2 separate regions of the Muntiacus reevesi genome follow, and region 2 is linked to region 1. A link is a contact called in public Hi-C data. All regions are on one chromosome and are shown on one strand. Each heading gives the region's core, a stretch centred on a gene start, on an enhancer-like site or on the middle of the called end of the contact. The rest is flanking DNA. Distances are from core to core; before and after follow the strand shown. Region 1 holds the start of OSER1 (oxidative stress responsive serine rich 1). Region 2 holds the start of TTPAL (alpha tocopherol transfer protein like).

The links. A called contact is a pair of places that touch in the nucleus more often than the background predicts.
Region 2: a Hi-C map of muscle shows a contact between it and region 1, with 5 times the contacts expected there. The contact joins the promoter of TTPAL here to the promoter of OSER1 in region 1. A contact is called at or near these places in 2 of 3 Hi-C or Micro-C datasets (blood and muscle).

The regions. Positions count from the first base shown.
Region 1 is chr2:70,665,762-70,670,541 of mMunRee1.1, reverse strand. It overlaps OSER1 (oxidative stress responsive serine rich 1), which reads left to right and starts at 1,351. Exons shown (of 4, transcript XM_065922038.1): 1 at 1,351-1,502.
Region 2 is chr2:70,865,526-70,870,761 of mMunRee1.1, reverse strand. It overlaps TTPAL (alpha tocopherol transfer protein like), which reads right to left and starts at 1,522. Exons shown (of 6, transcript XM_065922047.1): 1 at 1,454-1,522; 2 at 407-1,110.

The sequences.
Region 1 (4,780 bases), core at 102-2,601:
CATCTGTAAAATGGGCAAAAATCACAAGAATATTAAATGTGAAAACATGTATATGGTTGTTGCATAGTGGAGAACAGTCATTATTAGCATTATTAGGCTTGATGTTGGAAGTTCGAAATTAACAGGCTTTTTTCATCCGTTGTCAGTTACTGAGCCTCTCCTACTAACAAGGAGATTTAGAATGTTTTACCCAGCAACCATGGCAGGCGTTATCCAGTGACCTGTACATGGGTTAGGCCTTCCAAGATCTAGCTGTAGGTAGGTTAAATATACACTTTCAGCAGCCTATCTACTTAGGTGATTATAGCTAAGGTATTGGGGAGTGGGAGGGTCCAGTTTTGGTTCCGGTGACAACTTCACATAAAGGCTGGGCAAGGACCAACTTTAGCCCATTCTATTGAGGAGTCATCTTTTCCCATACAGCGCTGACAGCTGCTCTGAGAGATTCAGACGGGAGTTTGGGTGCGGTGAGGAGAGGTACAGTGAACTCCGCAGAACCACTCTTCCTGTTGGAGGGAGTGGCAGCTGAGGGGAAGCCCACCACTTCTCAGCCTGTTATGAGTCATACAAATAGACAAGATACCTAAAAATCACCTACTTAGGTGACCTGTACAAACCTTTTTGCAAAATTTAGTATGCATGTACGTCTCTTTGTCGAGAGGGTCTACAGATCTCCCCAGATTCTCAAAGGAGTCCATGCCTGGAAAACAACAACAACAACAAAAAACAACGAGCGATGAAAATAGTCCGAATGGAGAAACTGAGGCCCAGAGATGAAAAAGCGAGTTGCCTCAAGTCAAACAACAGGGATATACTAAAACAGAGGCATTTCAGTTCCGATTCCGGTGTCACGTTCACGGTTCTGACAGTGTCGAATAGCTCCTTTCACTCTCTGCAGTCCTAGAAGATTCCTTGGGAGGCGAGGGCTCTCGTCGGAGTTCTGGAGATGTCGCAGGAAATTCGAGCGTCGAGGGGGCTCTTGCCAATCGCTCAGACGGGGTCCAATGCCGTGAAGATCCGCACCATCATGGCCGCAGCCTTGTCGACTCCAGGTACGGCTCCAGACACCAGGAGACCCGAAGTTGCGGCGGCTGGCTGGTGAAGCACGGCCACTCACTCACCTGACCAAGGGGAGGAAGCGGGCAAGCCCCCAAATCCCATCCCCAGCGAACCCTTCGCGGAGGGAGGAGCCAGTGAAGAGAATAACAGGAAATGACGTTAGGCGCACGTGTTTCGTGAGCGGCTGGCGCCAGGCTTTTGAGACGCGCGGCCACTGCCTGGCGCCTGCGCAGCCGCTGCCTCCCGCGTCGCCGAGTCCCGGAGAAGGGAGGAGAATGAGAAGTGGGCGGGGCGCGTGCCTGGGGCACGCAGGCGCACTGCGACTTCGGAGGCGCTGGTCGTCCCTCCGCGGATTTGGATCCGGGTCAGTCAGGCGCCGCGATCGGGGAGAGACGTTCTAAACTGACCGGACTGGCTTACCGGAGCGCCCCTGCTGCGAGAAGGTGAGTATACTGACGTGACGCGGACGCGCCGCGTCACCGCGTCTGGGCCTCCCGGCCCGGCCCGGCCTGACCACGGGCGTCTTCCTTTGGGCCCTCCCGCCTCACGTCGAGCCGCGTCGCCCGCCGGCGCTGGCCGCCTGGGCCGGGTCGTCCGGGCCGGGCCTGCGCCTCTCCGCGTCCCCTCGGCCACTACGGCCTGGCCCTGCCAGAGGCTCTTCTCTCTCGCCCCTTCCCGCCTCCGTGGCCCCCGCCCAGTGCCTCCGCCCTCTCCCGCCGGTCCACAGCTTCCCCTTTTCGCTCTCCTCGGCCGCCCTTTGCCCCTTCCCGCCCTTTCCCGCTGGTTCCCGAGCCCTAGTCTCGTTGGCTGCCTCTTCGGCCCTGTTCCCGCCTCCTTCTGGATCCCTCACCCCTTTGGCCCGACGCAGGCCTCTCATCCTGGCCGGGGGGGTATCCTCAAGGGGAAACTTTGCAGCGGGAGAGCCCGGGCGGGTTAGGGCGCCGGACAGCTCCCCACTTTCCGAAGCCCCCCAGGCCCTGACCTTTCCCCCAACCCATCTTGTTTAACCACGACCGACCCAGTTTCTGGGTGAAAAGAATTAACGTTGTGCTCTAGCACCGAGGTTGTAGAAGTTGAGTGGGTAGAGAGAGACGTGAACGGCCGATTGTTGCAACTTCGTCTTGTTTGCGTCTTTCAGAGTTGCTGGACAGGATTTTCTTTTCCCCGACTCCACGCTTCCTGCTGGGCTGGGAAATTTTCTAAAAGCTTTATTTAACATTGTGATGACACGCTTACGCGTGGATCCTTTATTGATCGTTCTCAGGTCTTTTCAGGGTCCGGGAAATTTGGACCTAGGCTTGTGGTTGTTAAGTGGGCTTGGTTAAAACTGCAAGATATAAATAATATTCTGAGATCTACTCTTCGTTTAAAGTCAGAGAAAATTCAGGAATTTGCCCTTTTGATGGAGGAACTTAGAAAAATTTTGTGTTTTTGTTTTTTTGAAAGGTTAAGGGAAACTCCGAATCCCCGTGTGATTTGACTTAAAGTAACTTTAAAAGTTTGACCTTTGCGGGGATTGTTCAATTTCAAGAAGATAGTACAGTAAAAATCGGCAAGAACGCCTCCCACAAACTTAATGAAGATAAATCAAGTGTAAGATCCCCGGAGTTGGTTGTGCAGCTCTTGATTTGAGTGAATGGGAAGAGGGAGGAGCATGATAAAGCCTTTTAAAATTACAAACACGCTACTATTTAGCTGTTAAGATGATACCTGAGATTCACCTTTGCTCTGGGTTAATTTAACTGAGGAAAAAGATGAATAATCAAAATGCTCGAAGTCTGAAAATAGTAGATGGAACTTCATTCCTCGAGTTTTAGTCAGTAGCCAGTTTTATTCTGGCCTGTTTTGGTTTGTAAAATGGATCTCTTAAATGTGTCAGTAAGAATGTTAGTGGAGTTTGTATTAACATCTGGAGGTCACCTACAGTATTAAGTTAGCCCTGTATAGTTAAAAGTTTTATATGAGTACAAAACATCCTAGCACAGTGTTAGGGCAGGAATGGGGTTCATAGTCCTGGTGTCAGGTTCACACTTAGATGCCTAAGCATCCAGACTAGTGCTAAAAGTACATCGTAGTGATTCTGTCAATATTTGTGTAAGGAATGGATTTCTGCCCAAATGCATATGTAGATGTGATGTGTGCTGATTTCTAGAGAGGCCAGAAGAGGGATTGTGTGGGATCCACAGGAGTGGGGAGACTGGTTCAGATGTTGTCTGTCTGTGAGGGCCAGTGTTTGGTCATAAAGTAATTGAGGAAAACTAATAAATAAAAACTTTTAGTTCTGCCAGCAGGAGGAATTTTGTTTACAGCCTACAGATAGCACCGTTTTAGATGCTGTGGAGCTTCAAAAATAAGAGAATATCTGATCTTTGGTCACCCCTTTCCCCAGGTATATATATATATATAGGACGTTATTGTGTATCTGGGAGAGGAGCCTCTAAATCTAGAACTGAATTAAGAGCTAGTGACATACGGAATCGACACCGTTTCTTCTGGTTAAATAAACCAGCAAAATATATGTGGGGAATGTATTTCAATATTTTGTTTTAAGAAGTTGAGGTGAAAACCAGATGAATTCTTTTGAGACTGTTTCCAATGTTCTCAGAGAAGTCTACCTAAAATACCTTTTACACATAAATAAAACAAGTAGTCTTGATTCCTTGCTTCCTAATTATGCCTCTGGTACTGCATGGTTACATTATCAAATATATCATGACACTCTGACCTTTAGAATATTAGAGATCTCACAATAACATCAAACCCACTCCTGAGAAATGAGGAGATATAGAATCAAAGAGGCTCCAAGGATCCAGGCACTGCTCACTGGGAGAGTGCCCAAGGAGGGCTGGGGGTGGGGGGATGGGGTAGCAGGTTAGAAATAGAGGTGAGTGCTTAAAAAATTCCTCATTTTATTATTTTTTTGTTTTTACTTTTTTCTTTTTGATTTCCAGTAATATGTTTATAGAAACTCATGTGTTTTTCATTCTGGATTTGGTATCAGGAAATTTTTTACCCTAAAAGTAAAAAAAAAAAAAAAAAAAATGGTGAGATTAGAGTCAGTGAATTGATTAACTTCTCTATTGTATCTTTTGTTGTTTTGGTTCTTCTGCCCCCCCCCCCCCCACCACCATTTTGGTTTAAATATAAAAATCAGGGTGGGAGAAATGGAGAACTTTGGTTAATCAAACTAGTTGATTAGGTGGAGATCATTTAAAGGCGTATCTGTAGAACAATTTCAATTTTTTTCCTTTACTTCCTATCTTTTTAGCTACCTTTAAGATTTTGAGTTACAAGTATAGTTCATCTATTTTTGTGAGAAAGTATTAGAAGCTAAAGAAAGCAAAGGTATCAATCTTATAGATGTGTGCGGAGTAGTCAGTATCACTGAAACATGTTTGTAATCCTGCCTTGATAGTGGTAACAACTTGATACCTATCTGAATATTAATACAAGTATAAATATTGATATCTGCTTCAGGATTGCCTTAGAGAAATGCTGTCATGTGTCATGTAGTTACTCTTATCTGAAATGTTTAGAGTTAGATGAGACAAATACTCAATAGCAGGTTTTTTGGTTGTTTAAAAATTTTTGTTGAAGTATATATAGTTGATTTACAATATTAGTTTCAAGTACACAGGAAAGTGAATGTTTGCATATACATATATACAATTTTTAAGAGTAGCATTTTAAAGATCAGAGTCTTGTAGGCTAAGCTTTTCCC
Region 2 (5,236 bases), core at 273-2,772, 200 kb before region 1:
TTTGTGTGCAATATCCACAACTGTCATGTTTATCACCTTAAACACATCACTTAACAGGGTGTCAGACACATTGTCTGCGCTGCATAAATATTTGTTGAATGAGTTTAATCTGCTTGGCAGAGGTATGCTGAGTGAGGAAGAGATCAACAATCATGGTTCACAGGACCCACCCTGGGCTCTGTTTTCTTGGGAGTCGCCAACAGATGCCCGTAATTCCAATCCATTTCTTAGCCAGAAAACTGACTGCGATGTCCACGGACTACAGACCTAGCCTTAAAATCCCTCTCCAGCCCCTCTCCCACCTTTCCTCCTCTCAATGCACATTAAATGTCAGTCAAAACAAATTAATGATCAAACTAATGAACACCTCATGCGTTTCTGATACCTCTGTCTGGAGTTTCCTCACCTCATTTGTTTCCAACCAGGCAAATCATCACCTTCCAGGCCTAGCTTCAATGTCACCTCCTCTACGAAGCCTTCCTTGACTTCTCCAGGGTAACTTCAGCATTCCACAGCACTGGGTTCCTATTTCTCTTTTAGAAACTGCAGTCCAGTGTCATGTGTGTTTATCCGAAACTCTTCTGAGTCAGTTTTACCCATCCATTCATTTATTAAATAATTACTGATCACCTGTGGCGGCCACTATGCTTAGCAGTGCTGTGCACACAGCAACATACAACATAATTGCTTGCTTTATGAAATTTAACTCAGTGGAATGATGACAAGAGATAATACGTTCATGCATGTTTTACCATGTATCGAGCACTATGATTAGCATTTTATATCCATCTCTCGTTTAATCTTCACAATATTTGGTGAGAACGCTAATACTGTTAACTATTTTACAAAGGGGGGATCTGCTCACTAGAATGTGAATTTCATGGGAGCAGACAAATGGCCTCTTACATTCATTGCTCTCCCAGTGCTTGGACCATGACGGTGCTCTGTAAATAACAGTGGATGATGCGAGGAAGGGCCCAAGGGTACCCATCGCGTGAAGCAGAGCAAAGACGTGTCCAGCCCCACAGTGGGCTCCACGCTGCACCTAGAGCTTCCAGTTTAATCTCCAGGGCCCTGGCGGTATCGAATACAGCGCACGACCCGGTCAGTCTGGTGAAGGAATTGATGGGTGGGCATATAGATGGGTGCAAACACCATCTGTTAGGGGGAAGCCGGGAATCTTCCTCACTTGGAGCCTAACATTTTTCGAGCATCATCTTCCTCCCCACCCTCCCCCAAGAAGAGGTCAGGAATCCACCGTTCCTGGAACCCCAGAGCCCCCACGTCCCGTCGACAACCCTTCGAGGCCCCCCACTTCCGGCTGTCACCCCTTCCCCAGGGGTCCCCGTTTCCTGGGGTCTCTCTCTACGCGGGTGCCCCACTTCCGGTTATTCCTCCCTATCAGGGGTCCCTCTCCCCGGCCCCCAGGGCACACGGGCTCGCGGGCACTCACCGGCCCGGCTACGGGGCGGAGCGCGGGTCAATCGGCGGCGGGAGCCTCGTCCGGCAGCGCGCACAGAACCGACCCGCACTCCCTGCCCAGCCGGCCCGGCCGCTCGCGCCGGAAGTGACGTACGCAGAGCGTGGGAAGGCGGGGCACCGCCCCCGTGAGTGCGCATGTGCGACGTCTCCTGGACGGACTGGCCTTGAGTCCCCACCTGGTGGTAGAAAGCGCACCGTGGGTTCCTGAGCCTGGGGAGAGGCTGGCTGAGAGGCACCGGTTTCGGCGGCATAGGTGGGGTAGCTGAGCCCTCGAGAAGGAAGAGAAGGAGCTGCTGTTTTCCGAGAACATATTAACTATGTTATCTGGTGTATTACATCCCTTACCTCATTAAATTCTCAAACGGAATCCTGCTATTTTATGAAAGGGAAACTGAGTCAACCAGTGAAGTATAGGGCTTCAAACCTAGATCTCGGGGTTAGCATTTCAGAATTCCAGAGCTGCCGCCAGGACTGGCTGCTCCAAAGGTTAAGACTACAGTACAGGGACCGACATCTGTCTGTCTTTAGCCAAGTGACTTTGAGCAAGTCTCCATTCCTCCTTAGGCCTCCTTTCCCTCATTTGTAATATGACTCTTGTTCTGGAATCTTGATTCAGTAGTTATGTGCTTCCTGTTTTGGTGTTCATGAAGTCCGTTTTAGAGAGTGGTAACCTCAAAAACATCTATTCTGCTTTATTGACTATATGCCAAAGCCTTTGACTGTGTGGATCACAATAAATTGTGGAAAATTCTGAAAGAGACGGGAATACCAGACCACCTGACCTGCCTCCTGAGAAATCTGATGCAGGTCAGGAAGCAACAGTTAGAACTGGACATGGAACAACAGACTGGTTCCAAATAGGAAAAGGAGTACGTCAAGGCTGTATATTGTCACCCTGGTTATTTAACTTATACACAGAGTACATCATGAGAAACACTGGGCTGGAAGAAGGACAAGTTGGAATCAAGATTGCCACGAGAAATATCAATAACCTCCGATATGCAGGTGACACCGCCCTTACTGCAGAAAGTGAAGAGGAACTAAAAAACCTCTTGATGAAAGTGAAAGAGTAGAGTGAAAAAGTTGACTTAAAGCTCAACATATGGAAAACTAAGATCATGGCATCTGGTCCCATCACTTCATGGCAAATAGATGGGGAAACAGCGGCTGACTTTATTTTTCTGGGCTCCAAAATCACTGCAGATGGTGATTGCAGCCATGAAATCAAAAGATGCTTACTCCTTGGAAGGAAAGTTATGACCAATCTAGATAGAATATTAAAAAACAGAGACATAACTTTGTCAACAAAGGTCTATCTAGTAAAGCTATGATTTTTCCAGTGGTCATGTATGGATGTGAGAGTTGGGCTGTGAGGAAAGCTGAGTGCCGAAAAATTGATGCTTTTGAACTGTGGTGTTGGAGAAGACTCTTGAGAGTCCCTTGGACAGTGAGGAGATCCAACCAGTCCATCCTAAAGGAGATCAGTCCTGGGTGTTCATTGGAAGGACTGATGTTGAAGCTGAAACTCCAATACTTCGGCCACCTCATGCGAAGAGTTGACTCGTTGGAAAAGACCCTGATGCTGGGAGGGATTGGGGGCAGGAGGAGAAGGGGATGACAGAGGATGAGATGGCTCGATTGCATCACCGACTTGATGGACATGAGGTTGAGTAAACTCCAGGAGTTGGTAATGAACAGGGAGGCCTGGCGTGCTGCGATTCATGGGGTCGAAAAGAGTCGGACACAACTGAGCGACTGAACTGAACTGAACCGAACCTCAAAAAGGCTTTACTAGCCTCTGACCCCAGTCCATTAAAATCCTAAGCACTCTCTACCTCCCCGCCCATATATTCTGTACAGTTTTTGAGACAATATCCTAGGTCCCTCTTTCTTTTTTTTTTTTTTAATTGTTTTTTTTTAATTTTATTTATTAGACACACAGCATGTGGGATCTTAGTTCCCCAACCAGGGATCGAACCGATGCTCCCTCCATTGGGAGTTCAGAGTCTTAACCACTGGACCACCAGGGAATCCCCCCTAGGTCCCTCTTTCAAGCAGAATAATACTAATGTCTTGGTAAAGGCAGTGAAACACTTTTTGGATAAAAAGTGTTTTTTGGACTCAAGAGCCCAAAGCAGTATCCAGGATATGGCTTTAAACAATCTAGCCCCTTTCTTACCCCTGGAGCAAGAGGAATCCCATAGAGATGTGAACTGACGTAGGTGGGCCAGGAGAACACAAGTTTCTGCTAGATGTTAAAATGGGCTGGGGCCAGGGCGCAAGGATCTTGGGAGTTAGGAGTTTTCATTCCTGCTCTGACTCTACCGCTTCTAGGATAAAGTACAGAAGGCTCAATTAAAGTTGAATTTCATACAAACAAGAATTTCTTTTTAAATATGCAATTTTGGGGATGTACTTATACTAAAAATTGTTGTCCATCAGAAATTCAAATTTCACTGGGCATCCTGTGTTTTTTGTTTTTTTTTTAATTAAAAAAAATTTTTTTTGGCCACGCCACACAGCTTGTGGGTTTTTAGTTCCCTGCGCGTTTATGTTCAGCTACTTCAGTCGTGTCCGACTCTATGCGATGCTATGGACTGCGGGTTACCACAAACCTCTGTCCGTGGGATTCTCCAGGCAAAAATACTAGAATGGGTTGCCTTGTACTTCTCCATCTGGAGATCAAACCTGTGGCTCCTGGGTCTCCTGCATTACAGGTGGATTCTTCACCACTGGCCACCGGGGAAGCCCCTTTAGTTCCCCTACCACTCAGCAATAAGATCATGGCGTCCCAACAACTGGTCTGCCGGGGAATTGCCGGGTGTCCTGTGTTTTTGTTTGCTTTTTTCCCAAATCTATGCTTTAGTTTACTATTGCTGCTATTTAAAAAATTATTACAAACTTAGTAATAATTGAAACGACAATTGAAAGGCTTGAAACAACACAAGTGTATTCCCTTATAGTTGTGCAGGTCAGAGAGTCTAAAGTCAAGGTGTTGTCAGGGTTGTATACTCTCTGGTGATTTCGCCTGGGGTTGGGTGAGGGGGTTGGGGGGATGGGGGTGGGAATGCATCTTCTTGCCTCTTTAGCTTCCAGAGGCTGCTAGCATTCCAGAGCTCACGGTCTCTTCCTCGAATCACTTCAACCTTTACTTCTGGTGTCACATCTACGACTGACTCTGATCTTCCTGCTTACCTCTTTAAAAATATTAAAACAATTTTTTCTTCTGGTAAGAACATTTAACATGTTATCTACCCACTTAATCAATTTTTAAGTGTGTGTGTACATACGTGTGAGCTCATTCGTGTCTGACTCTTTGTGATGTGAACCCATGTACTATAGCCCACCAGGCTCCTCTCCCCATGGAATTTTCCAGATAAGAATACTGGAGTGGGTTGCCTTTTCCTACTCCAGAAAATCTTCCCATTCCAGGGACTGAACCTGCATCTCTTGCATCTCCTGCATTGGCGAGCAAATTCTTTACCACAGTGCCACCTGGAAAACCCCATACACTATATCTGGGCAAGATTGAAGGTAGGAGGAGAAGGGAATGACAAAGGATGAGATAGTTGGATGGCATCACTGAATCGATAGACATGAGTGTGAGGAAGCTCTGGGAGCTGGCGATGGACAGGGAAGCCTGTGTCCATGGGGTCGCAAAGAGTCAGAAATGACTGAGTGACTGAACTGATAGATGTGATGTCTCCCATCTCAAGATCCTTAATCACATCTGCAGAGTTCCTTTTACCATATC